Linked DNA regions of Mus musculus: regions 1 and 3 are each linked to region 2. A link is a contact called in public promoter capture Hi-C data. All regions are on one chromosome and are shown on one strand. Each heading gives the region's core, a stretch centred on a gene start, on an enhancer-like site or on the middle of the called end of the contact. The rest is flanking DNA. Distances are from core to core; before and after follow the strand shown. Region 1 holds the start of Eln (elastin). Region 2 holds the start of Pom121 (nuclear pore membrane protein 121). Region 3 holds the start of Dtx2 (deltex 2, E3 ubiquitin ligase).

Evidence for each region. Promoter capture Hi-C pulls out the DNA fragments that hold promoters and counts their contacts.
Region 1: a contact with region 2 is called in a promoter capture Hi-C map of liver. The contact joins the promoter of Eln here to the promoter of Pom121 in region 2. A contact is called at or near these places in 3 of 39 promoter capture datasets (cranial neural crest, liver and maxillary cranial neural crest).
Region 3: a contact with region 2 is called in a promoter capture Hi-C map of liver, with 5 times the contacts expected there. The contact joins the promoter of Dtx2 here to the promoter of Pom121 in region 2. A contact is called at or near these places in 3 of 39 promoter capture datasets (liver and pre-B cells) and 1 of 115 datasets of contacts at active chromatin or transcription factors (bone marrow-derived macrophages).

What each region holds. Positions count from the first base shown.
Region 1 is chr5:134,745,636-134,749,956 of GRCm38.p6, reverse strand. Eln (elastin) reads left to right here and starts at 2,634. Exons shown (of 37, transcript NM_007925.4): 1 at 2,634-2,800. The coding sequence starts at 2,716. Gm30003 (a long non-coding RNA gene) reads right to left here and starts at 4,245. Exons shown (of 4, transcript XR_868587.3): 1 at 2,649-4,245.
Region 2 is chr5:135,393,070-135,397,070 of GRCm38.p6, reverse strand. Pom121 (nuclear pore membrane protein 121) reads left to right here and starts at 2,525. Exons shown (of 13, transcript NM_148932.2): 1 at 2,525-3,134. The coding sequence starts at 2,566.
Region 3 is chr5:135,993,086-135,997,108 of GRCm38.p6, reverse strand. Dtx2 (deltex 2, E3 ubiquitin ligase) reads right to left here and starts at 2,309. Exons shown (of 11, transcript NM_001256096.1): 1 at 2,143-2,309; 2 at 657-819.

The sequences.
Region 1 (4,321 bases), core at 1,385-3,884, 650 kb after region 2:
ATGCCATGGCACATACACACACAATGGAACTGAACACTACGACCTCCTGCTCCCGCCGCACAAGCGCCGTGCCAAGCTCTGAGATGATCCTCCTATCATGTCTCCCTTTTCCAAAATTCTGGTGATGTCTTGGGTGGTAGATCATGGGATGGGGGAAATTGTCTAAGATCTCAGACTGACACAGTAGAGGCTCTGTTGAGCCAGACAGCTACACCACAAACGGGGGCAGAGATTGTAGACCTAGCTTCAGCCATGATACTGTTGGTACCAAATGGATACAGAACACTTCTGGGCTCAGGGTAGAAACGTGTGCCCAAGCTTTCCTTGTCTTTGTGCTGAGTTTCCTAGTTAAGGATAGCTGGCATCAGCAAACAGATGAGACAAGCGAGCTCTACAGAGGTACACAATTATCCCAATGCTCAGGAGGCTGAGTCAGGAGGCTCTGGGGTTCAAGGCCAGCCTGGGTTATATAGTGAGACTGTGAGCATCTTGGAAGAAATGGAGGAAGAGAGGAACGGGAGAGAGGGAAAAAGAAGTAAGGAAAGAGAGAAGGGAGGGGAAAGGAGACAGAAGGAGAAAGGCAGGAAGGAAGGAAGAAAGGAAGGAAGGAAGGAAGGAAGGAAGGAAGGAAGGAAGGAAGGAAGGAAGGGGGAAGAATGAAGAGGAAGACATAGGAGGGGGAGAAAGGAAAGAGTAAAGGGAATTATGGGGAAGAAATAGAAGGAAGGAGAGAGGAAATGAAGGAGGATAGAAAGAAGAGAGAAGGAGGAAGAGGAAGAAAAGTAGGAGAGGGAGAAGAGGAAAAAGAGGAGGAGGAGGAAATGAAGGAGAAGAAAAGAAGAAGGAGGAGGAGGAGAAAGAGAAGGAGGAGGAGGAGGAGAAGGAGGAGAAGAAGAAGGAGAAGGAGAAGGAGAAGGAGAAGGAGGAGGAGGAGGAGGAGGAGGAGGAGGAGGAGGAGGAGAAGAAGAAGAAGAAGAAGAAGAAGAAGAAGAAGAAGAAGAAGAAGAAGAAGAAGAAGAAGAAGAAGAAGAAGAAGAAGAAGAAGAAGAAGAAGAAGAAGAAGAAGAAGAAGAAGAAACACAAGAGCACCAAGACAAGAGAACCAAAAATTAGCCCAGGTCCACCTAAGCCACCTGCCTTTGATCTCCCACCCCCACCTCCGCCAATGCTGTCATCTCTGCAGACTCCTCTATGCCCTGTACTGTATAAGACATCTGATAAGACATCTTTAACTCACCCCTCTGCACCACCCCCTACAAGAGAAAGACTCTAGGACCTATGGCCTAGACTTTTTCTTCTAACCAACTATGACCTGTATACAGCAAGCAACCATCTCCCTCTCCTGTCCTACAGTACTCCACATACACTCAGGAGTCTGAGAATGACATAATCTTTCTCTGACCTACACTTCACATTCCTTAAAGCCTTACAGGATCTCCATATGCTCAGGGACAGGGTGGCCAGGGCACTGATCGCAAGCTTTCCTGGAGGGCTCTCTGCTGGTTCAGCATAGGCTGCCCCCTTCTGGCCAGTAGAGGAATAGCATCATCAAGCCTTCCCAGAGCCTCCAAGAGAATCAGTTTCCAGATGCAAGTGAGAGCATTGGACAGGTGGTGAACAAGCAAGAAGGAGAATACTGAGTTAATAGTCACCTGCACAGAGCTCCCACCTCCATGTTCCCTACCAGGCACCTAAGACCCAGTATGACCTCTGTTGGACACTGTGCCTTGCTCAGGGGCGGTGCAAAGCTGTGCTCGTGGCCCTTACAGAACCAACCAACACCTTATGCAAGGATCATCTTTGAGCCCTAGGGAGACACTAAATACATGGCTCTCACTCCCAAGCCACTCGCCTGACCTCAGCCCCTTGGTCTCTGCAACCATAGACCCATAGATCCAACACCCTTTCCCAGGCTTCAAACAGATGGCTAAGACCTGTCTCAACCATGATGAACTAGATCGTATGTCAAGGTCTCTAATCTGTTCCTAAAATGCCCCCACGGTACCATGTCTATCCTATTCTCTCTCCCAGACAATTCTGCTCGCAGACCTTGAACTCTATAGGCAGACTCCCTTAGCCCCATCAACCTACCTAACCCAGTTTTGGGTAAAGCCTGTCTCTAGCCAGGCTTGGGGGTGTTGGGGTGTCTGCAGGACCAGGGTGGGAGCTGAGGCGCGGGACAGCTGGCCTGTGTCCCCACACTGGGCCTGGGGCCCAGGCAGAGGGGCGGGGGCCTGGCTACTCCAGCCTTGGCTAGGGCTGGGATTTTTTGGCCGGGCTGCCTGGGCCCTCCCTCCTGCTTCCTCTCCAGAGGGCTGTCCTGGCAAAGGCCCCCCTTGCACTTTCTGGCGGGAACAGGGCCAGGAGCAAGCAAACAGCTACAGAGGGAAAGCGGGAAAGCGATGGGGGGGGGGGGGGGCAGAGCACGCGCGCGTCAGTGTGTGTGTGTGTGTGTGTGTGTGTGTGTGTGTGTGTGTGTGTGTGCAGGAAAATAGACCCATAGTCGAGGCAGATTCAGCCTAGGAGGCTTGCAAGTCTGGCCTTTCGTAATTGCCCCCTCCCCCGCGGCCCCCTCCCCCAGCTCCCCCTCCTCCCGCCCTCCTCTCACCCGCCCTCTCTCCCTCCCTCCTTCCCTCACAGCAGCCTACCAGGCAGCAATTACGCTTTGGGGATAAAACGAGGCGCTGAGAGCAGGCTGGGGCAGTCCTCCCCGAGATGGCGGGTCTGACAGCGGTAGTCCCGCAGCCTGGCGTCTTGCTGATCCTCTTGCTCAACCTCCTCCATCCCGCGCAGCCTGGAGGTAAGGGGCCCCTCGCCGGTCCCACGCTGCCCCTCGCTGGTCCCACGCTGTCCACAATCTGCGGGACCCTGCCGGCCAGGTGGCAAGACTGATGGGGAATCCCGGAGATGGATGAGCCCTTCAGCTCCAGATCCCCCCTCCTCGAGACAGGGAGGGTTCTGGGAACTGTCTCCTCTTGGGAGCCAGCTCCGTGTTAGGGGTCCTGTCAAAGCTACACTCCCGCCAGTCAGGATGGTCCCTACCTCCTGTCCAAGCTCGAAGGGGTCCTCTGAGTCACCTGAGTACTTTCCAGTGGTGGTGGCAGTTTGCATACCTGTGCACACCTGTGTACATACCAGCCTGGGGAGAGACAATCCTGGTTTGTCTTTGCTTGGAGATGTTCGGATTCTGTGTGTGTGTGTGTGTGTGTGTGTGTGTGTGTGTGTGTGTGTGTGTATGCGCCCGTGTGTGTTTCATACTATGTTGCACAGGTGTCAGTGTGAGGTTCTAGCCAAGCATGTCCCTGAAGGAAATGTGTCTGGGATGGTATGAAGGTCTGTTCACAAGTCCGTTCCTAGACAGATGGAGGTACAGGGAGGCAAACCGTGAAGTTGTGTGATGGGATCTGCCAAAGTCCAACACCCAGCTGGGCGTGGTGAGCCACACCTGTGACCCCCAACATGTAAGTTCAAAGCCAACCAGACCCCGTCTCAAGAGCAACCAGGAGGGTTGAGGACGTCCCTGTTGATGGAAGGCATGCTAAACATTCTCAAAGCTCTGAGTAAACTAGGTGGGCGTGGTGACACATACCTGTGTGGTGGTCATCGGAGGATCAGGAATTCAAGACATCATTGGCTACCTAGTGAGCCATTTGGGTTCTATCAGGCTGTCTTAAAAAAAAAATGTCCTAAAGACGTCTGGTGCCCAGGTGTAGGACGTCACTGTGTGTGTGTGAGCGTGAGCGAGTCCATGCCTGTATGAGGGTTTGCTGAGATGGAATACAGGCCAGAGCGTGAGCTGGGGAAAGTGCCCATCTCCTGGCAATCAGGACATGGCTGGTATCAGAGGCTGAGCCTCAAGGTATCCTTTTGGTCATCTGATATGTATCCTGACCGGGCATGTTGGGTTATGGGGAGGAAGGAGTCTGCTCCCAGATGAAAGGTGCATCCAGCTGTGGGGAAAGAGGTGTGAACCTATGAACCATCTGCTGGGGTCTGGTTTCCCTAAGAGACCTCATTGTTGTGGGAACCTGAACTTGGACTGGGGACAGGAGGCTACAGGGCGGGGTTGGACAGGGCTGTGGTCAGAGACTGAATAAGAACAGCATCTGTCCCATGAGACTTACTTGCTGGGGGCTAGGAGCCCACTGTAGAACAAGAGTTCCAGGGCTGGAACGAGACTGAGGTTTGTGGGTACCAACGGGAGGACCCATTAAAGAGCAGTGTCTCTGGGTCACCTGACCCTCCTGCCCCAGATGTGGTCTCGTAACATTTGCCCACCCTTCTCCCTGGATGGTTATACTAGTTCATCATAAAGAAACTG
Region 2 (4,001 bases), core at 1,276-3,775:
AACTAAAGCAGAGACGGTAAAAGAAAGCTGCTTGCTCTTCACAGTGCACGCACACACACAAACACACGCACGCAGACACAGGCATACACACACACACACACACACACACACACACACACACTTATAATCCATCCATCCTCAGGACAACCTGCCCAAAGGTGGCACCTCTCACGTCGGTCTGGGCCTTCTTCCACCTTAATCATTAGCCAAGAAAATACCCTGCGGGCAACCTGATGGAGGCATTTTCTCAGTTGAGGTTTCTTCCCAGACATGCCTAGGTTTGTGTCAGGTGGACAAACCCCAACCTAGTGAGCATCTCTCCAACCTTCCTTTGGGGAGAAGGGTGAGGCAGGGTGTCCTGTAACCCAGGTTGTCCTGGCCTTGCCCTGTTCATTCTCCTGCCTCTACTTCCTAAATAGGAGCATTCAGTTCTGTTCACTCCCTCTCTGTAGGGAAATGGGGGGGGGGGGAGACTGAAGGAGTAGGCTGGGATTCCCAGCAGACTTGACTCACTTTGCCGTTTTGTTAACAATTTTCTTAAAAAAAAAAAAAAAAAGATTTATTTACTTATGTGAGCACATTGTTGCTGTCTCCAGACACACCAGAAGAGGTCATCAGATCCCATTGCATATGGTTGTGAGCTACTACCATGTGGATGCTGGGAACTGAACTCAGGACCTCTAGAAAAGCAGTCAGTGCTCTTAACCTCTGAGCCATCTCTCTAGCCCTAACTACGATTTTCAAAGGACAAGTACAAGCGTCGGGTAGCCTGGTCGTGTGTCCTTTAGGCAGTGCTTCAGTGAGACCATAAGGCCAGTGGTTCTCAACTTGTGGGTACTGACCCCTCCACCCCAAGACCATCGAGAAAACATCATCTACACTACAAATCATAACGGTAGCAAAATTACACTTAGGAGGTAGCTTTATAGTTTGGGGGTTGGGGGATGTCACCACAACATAAAGAACTGAATAAAACGGTTAAAGCATTAGGAAGGTTGAGAACCACTGCATAAAACCAAGGTGGACAGATAAGGCTGTGTGTGTTTGTGCTTTAATGGATAAGCCTGGGACTGCCCTCTAGTGGCCGATACACAACAAACCCCTACTGGATTACACCTCAGAAACTAAGAATGGCACTGAGCAGGACCACCCTGTTTCTTAACTATCACCAGTGCCCACTGTACTCACTGTCATTTACCAGTTCAGCTAGTTTTATTAACAATATGCATCGTCTCTAAACTCTAATCCCTGCCTCTCCCCGCTTCTCCCTCATCCATCTAGCCTTCCCTCCCCAAGTCTAGTCTTATCTTACTCTTGATTGTGGAGGAATAGCTCTCAGTCTATCATCCTCAAAAAAAGAAGAAACAAACAAAAGGAGGAACGGAGGGAAGGATGGAAAGGGGGGAAATATGGACTGGGAAGATGGTTCCATTGGTACAGGGCTTGCTGAGCAAGCTTGCTTGAGCACAGTAGGAGCCCCTGTAATCCCAAGCACTGAGGTAGGCACAAAAAGATTTTGGGTCTTTTTGGCCAGCCAGCCTAGCCAGGTTGGTGAGCTCTGGGTTTAGTGAGAGACCCTGTGTCAAAGAATAATGTGCAGTGTAATTGAGAAAGACTTGCTGGGCGGTGGTGGTGCACGCCTTTAATCCCAGCACTTGGGAGGCAGAGGCAGGTGGATTTCTGAGTTCCAGGCCAGCCTGGTCTACAGAGTGAGTTCCAGGACAGCCAGGTCTATACAGAGAAACCCTGTCTCGAGAAACAACAACAAAGAAAAGAAAAAAAGGAGATTGAAAGACACTTGCCGTTGACCCTCAACCTCCACGCAAGTGTAAGATGTGATGGTGTGAATGTAATCCCAGCATACATTCAAGCAAAACACACATTTTAAAAAATTATTTTGAGACAGGGTCTCACTGTGTTGCTCCAGCAGGCCTGGAACTGACCTCGCTGCGATAAACAGTGAGCCTCCACACAGGGCCTGATTGGCCTTTTCCAATACAGGGTCTGACTGATCGGGTTTTATTTTGTTTTAGACGGGGAGGGTCTCACTAAGTAGCCCAGGTTGACTTAGAACTCGGGATCCTCCTGCCTTCACCTCCCAAATGCCGGGATTACAGGCGCGTGCCACCCATCTCCGTTCTGTGCCTTGATTTCTAACATCACTCCTCTGCAGTCCAGGAGCGTCAGGGAAACCTCCAGCGTCAAAAACCGGGCTGTACTTTTCTTCTTTTCTTTCTTTCTTTTTTTTTTTTTTTAAGTTTTGCTGTTTTGAGACAGGCTTTATGTCTCCATGTCGCGCTGGAACTGTCTTTGTGAACCAGGCTGGACTCAAACTCACGGAACTCCTCTTGCCTCCGCCTCCCGCGTTCTGAGAGGCAAGGCGTGCACCGATCCGCCTACCTAAGCTGTAATTTTTCAAACTAGGGCTCTCGCGCCGTGCTCCGCACGCGGCGGCGGTTTCCCCTTTCCACCCGGCGCGCCGCGTCGACGACAGTGACGTCGGCGGCGGCGCGCGGCGCGGTGTACCCTGGGATATTTAAGTCCGCTCCGCGGCGCGGAGCCGCGATGTCTCCGGCGGCTGCGGCGGCTGACGGAGGCGAGCGGCGGCGGCCCCCGTTGGGCGGACGGGAAGGCCGGAGCCGGGCCCGCGGCTACGGAGGACCGGCGGGTGCTGCGGCCCTCGGCCTAGCGCTGCTCGGCCTCGCGCTCTACCTGGTGCCCGCGGCGGCCGCGCTGGCCTGGCTGGCCGTGGGGGCGAGCGCGGCCTGGTGGGGCCTGAGCCGAGAACCCCGCGGCCCGAGGGCCCTGTCGTCCTTCGTGCGCGACGCGCGCCGTCACCCGCGGCCAGCTCTCACCGCTTCACCGCCTCCGGCCAAGTCACCAGTCAACGGTAGCCTCTGCGAACCCCGCAGCCCGCTGGGAGGCCCCGACCCGGCTGAGCTCTTACTCATGGGCAGCTACCTGGGCAAGCCCGGCCCGCCCGAGCCTGCCCTCCGGCAGGACCCAAGGGAGAGGCCGGGGCGCCGCCCACCCGCACGCTCCCCGCCTCCGGCCTCGGCGGTCCAGCGAGTCCACCACGTCTACCCCGCGCTCCCCACCCCGCTTTTGCGACCCTCCCGGAGGCCGCCCCACCGGTAAGCCCCGGCGATCTTCCCAGGGTGGGGTCTCTGCGGCCGCGGATTTGACGTAGGGCTCAACCTGTAAATCGGATTTAACTCACCTCCCCTTTTTCTTTTCTTTGCCTTTTCCCTTTCTTTTTATCTCTACGCCCTTCCCTCCCTTTTCCCATTACTCTCTTTTCTCTTTATTTTTTTTCTTTTTCTTTTTTTTTTTTTTTAAGAGAGGGTATTTGATGGCATAGGCTGTCTAATCTCAACCCCGTTCTTTGGCTGAGCCTGTCCTTGAACTCATCCTCCTGCCTCGTCTTCTGAGCGAGTTCACTGATAGGATTACAGGTTTGCACCAGGTTGTATGCTGTGCTGGGATAGAACCCACAGCTTCAGTCATAGCAGGCAAGCTTGCCCTCTACCTATTCCCCAGCCTTTGGGTTTTTGTTCCCCCCCCCCCCCCCCCCGGAGACAGGATCTCATGTATCTGAGCTGTCCCTTGAACTCATGAGGGTGACTTTGGATTGCTGACCCTCCTGCCTTCACCTACTAAATGCTGGGATTACCGGTGTGCTCCACTACACTCAACCCGGATTCTGGATAAAAGCATTTTTTTCTTTTTAAATTGCATATTCACAGGGAGATGAGAGGATAGCTTGCTGGAGTCCTTTTTCTCTTTCCACGTGAATTTGAGGTTGATCTTGGGTCTCCAGCTTGGCAGCAAGCTCCTTCACAAGACGTTTCACTGGCCTTGATAAGTCTGCTTAGTTGAGGTGGTGAATACCTGTTAATGTTTGGTTTTTGCTGTGTATTGGTGGTTAGTTGGGGGAAAGGAAAAAAAAAAAAACTATTCCTACACATCCCAACTGCATGTGCTTTTCTTCTGAAGTACCC
Region 3 (4,023 bases), core at 1,060-3,559, 600 kb before region 2:
TCCACACATGCGCACACAACAAATGCATGTTTCGTTTTTTTTAAGTAATAATAAAAAATAAATGTTCTGAAGTGCTGGGGCTTGAACTCAGGTCTTGTATGCTGGCTAAGCACTTTGCCAAAGCTGCTCCCAGCCCATAAAGGATGTCTAAGGTAGGATGGCGCATCCTCTGAGACTGGTTAGACAGAGGCTGTGCTGGCAAGGGGCCACGTGAATTTATTTGCAACATCTGGCAATCAACAATCCACTCCTGGGCCTCATCTCACTCCTGGAACCCCAGAATCCCACCGTCCATAAAGCGTGTGTGTGTGTGTGTGTGTGTGTGCACAGATGCATGGGTGTTCCCGCAGGCTAGGGGACAGCCTGGATTGCAGTTCCTCAGGTGCTATCAACCTTGCTCACTCACCAAATACGTGGCTGGCTGGCTGACTAGCAAACCCCAGGGATTCACCTGTCTCCTCCCTAGCATTAAAAGTGCAGGTACATGCCACCATGCCAGGCTTTTTACCTTGGTTCTGGAGAGCAAATCTGGACCCTCCTGCTCGCCAGGCAAGCACTGTATGGACTGAGCCATCTCCCTTCAGGGTCCACACCCACCTTCTCCTTGGAACACCAGATTTCAAAAGCTGCAAGGTTAACTTCCCCGCGGCTCTCACCTCCTCTTCACTGAAGAGCTGGCACCAAACTGTCCCTTCTTGATGAAAGCACCAGATCCTCAGAAGCAATAACTTGTCTGAGCTCCCATCTTGATAGGAACAGCAAACAAGAACCCGGCAAATCTGAGGCCTTGCTGACTCAGCCACACCGATTCCGAGGTACCTTTGCCAAAAAGATGATTAAGTCTTCAGTGAAGAATCGGCAAGAGAAAATGAGCGCACAGATGTTGGGTCCCGTGTGCTGTGGCTGGCAACTGGAAATTACCAGGCTTATTTTCCAACAGCTTGGGCAGGGAGCAGAAGCTAGGGACAGTCTTTCTCAGCCCACTCAATTAAACCCTTTCTCAGAAAAGTCTGCGTGAGGACTTCAGAAACCGGTCCCACGGATGGTCCATGAAGGAAATCAACACACCAGAGAGGATAAAAATTTGACCAAAGTCACACAGAAAATAAGCAAAGAGACTTGACACCTTGACCAACTGAAGTCAATCCTGATTCTCGTGGCTACTGGGAACTCTACATCACAGAACTGTTACTTTTGGGTTGTTGGGGGTTTTTTTGTTTTGTTTTGTTTTAAGCAGGGGCCACAGTATATAGCTTAGGGCTGGACTGGAACTCCTGAGTCTCCAGCTTCTGCCTCACAAGTGCTGAAATTACAGTCATAAATCACCACACCTGGCTAGCACTCTTTTGGGGAGTGAGAGGGATGTAATATAGTATCTTGTGATGAAGCACAGGCAAGCTTTAGCTACCCGCAAACCTTTGTCTCCCAAATACTGGGATTATAAATGTGCAACACATTGCTGGGCTCTCTAGAATTTTAAAGGGGCTAAGACGGCACGGAGAAAAGAGAGTTCATTAAAGGTCTTGCCTGTGAACACATTCCCATTCATGCCACTGTGGAGGCAAAGCTAACGCGGGCAACCCTGCAGCTGTGTGAGGGATAGGATGAAAAGCGGAGCTTCAAAACAGAGACACCCCAAAGTGCCCCAGAGACCCAGTCTGACACAGACCGAGAATGGAAAGGCAAACGCCTCCAAAGTCCAACTCTCTCAGACAGTGGTGGATCCCTATCGCCTGGATGTAACGCCCCCACACACACACAAACGCTCCAGGACTGAAACTGACCCCTCAGGGAGCCAGGGTAGCAATAGCCTCACTGCTCTTCCAGGTCCTGTAGGACTCAAACTGCCAGGGATGCGACCCCTGTCTCTGCAAAAAATAGGGCTCTTACCACACCCAGCCCAGTCCCCAACGCTCAGAGCGTCCCAACTGCGACTTCCCGCCTCCAGGACCCTGGTACCGAGGTGCCCAGGGCTCCCAACGCCCCCAGGACTCACCCATCCCGCCGGCACGGCCCTCCCTCCTCGCACGACCGCCCCCTTCCGGTCTCAGCTTGGCTCAATAGCCCCCTCTCCTCAACCCACCCACCCACCCTCGGGACCCCAGGCTGGGCGCCAGCAGGTGGCCCGCCCGTCCCGCTCACCGAGTCTGAGGGAAGCAGAAGGAACAGGTTGAGAGGACCGCCGACCTCCGGGCTCAGCTCCGGCTCGGCCTGGGAAGAACCCTCGAGTATGTCTCCGACTCCGAGCCGGAGGCAGCCGGAGTGAAACTCGGCGTCGCAGCCTCCAAGCACCGCGCTGCGCATGTCCACCTCACGCAGTGCCTTCTGGGAAATGTAGTTCTGATGAAGCTGAGTGGGCTGAACCAAAGCACACCAGCAGATATAAATGTACCCAGCCTTCTCTTTCTCCTACTGACTTACTCCCTCGCTAATCACTGATGCATTTGATTTTTAATAATTTTTATATTTCTTTTTATTATGTGTGTATATTCTGGAGGGGGGTGTACTTACAGAGGTCAAAGAACAACTTTAGGAGTCCGTTCTCCGTGTCCACCTTCACGTGGGTTCCACGGATCGAACTCAAGGTGTCAGGCTTGTCAGCAAATGCCTTTACCCTCTGAGCCCTATCGCCAACCCTGATTTTTCCTTTTGTGGTGTTGAGGATCAAAGTTAATGCAAGCACAGTAGACAAGTGTTCTACTACTAATTAATCCCCAGCTATAAGAGTCCACTTGTAGGGGTGGAAGGGGTCCAGGATCTCATGTACCTCGGAGTGGCTTTGAATTTGTGATGTAAGCCTAGGCTGCTCTTAAACTCTTGAACCTCCTGCCTCTGCTTCCTAATTGCTGAGCTTACAAGCACAGTCTTTAAAAACATAGATTTAAAATTTTTAAATAAGAAAAGAATCTATTAAAAAATGTTAAGCCGGGCGTGGTGGCGCATGCCTTTAATCCCAGCACTCAGGAGGCAGAGGCAGGCAGATTTCTGAGTTCGAGGCCAGCCTGGTCTACAAAGTGAGTTCCAGGACAGCCAGGGCTACACAGAGAAACCCTGTCTCGAAAAACAAACAAACAAACAAAAAACAAAAAACAAAAAAAAAAGTTAAACCTTGGCTTAAGTTGGCCTGGCTCAGTGGTAGAGCACTTATCTATCGAGTAGGCAGAAGACCCTGGATTTGCAAAAGAAGTCCTTAAAATTCCACTTCACAGAGCCTGTTCCATTCCCAGAACCTGCTCCCGGCTCACCAAGCAGAAAAGATGAACACAGCTAGAGAAGTCAAGGAGGCCTGGCCTCAGCAGTGTCACTGAGGAGCAGGGGTGCTTGCTACTGTTTTGCTTGGAAAGGCAGAATTGTGTTGCTTCCTGCCTCTGCTAATTGGTCTCCATCTGACACTGCAGAGGGACAGTCTGATAAGACACAGCTGCTTTGCTCATTATTTCTGATGAATGGATGGCACCTGGCATTTCCTAGTGCCGATGGTAGCCACCAAGGACCCACGTATAATCTATACAGCCAGAAAGATCTTAATGACTTCACAGCCCAAAGAAAACGTGTCTGTCCCCAAAAGCTCTACATAAGTCCCTCCTAGTGGAAGTAGGGGGATTTTTTGTTTATTTGTTTTGGAGACAGGGTGTCTTAGCACCTGGCTTCAGAGATGGCCTGCAACTACTAATCCCCCTGTCTCACCTTCTGAGATTGCAGGTGTGTACTGTTGTTCCCAGCTATAGAGGAGGACCAGGCAGGGGGAGCGGGGGGGGGGGGGGGGGGGGTTACCCAGGGCTTCCTGCACACTAAGCAAGCTCTCTGCTGACTCAGGCATATCCCCAGCCCTCCTAGCCTTAAATGGACTCCTGTCTGCTGATTTCCATTTTGCATCCATGAACTTACAAATAAGGACTCCTATTTTTTATTATTCTCATTTTTTTTTTTTTGTACAGGGATGGGTCATGCCACAGCATTCATATAGATGACAGAGAATGTGTCCTTCAGGTCTCTGCTTCTACCACGTGAGTCCTGGGATCA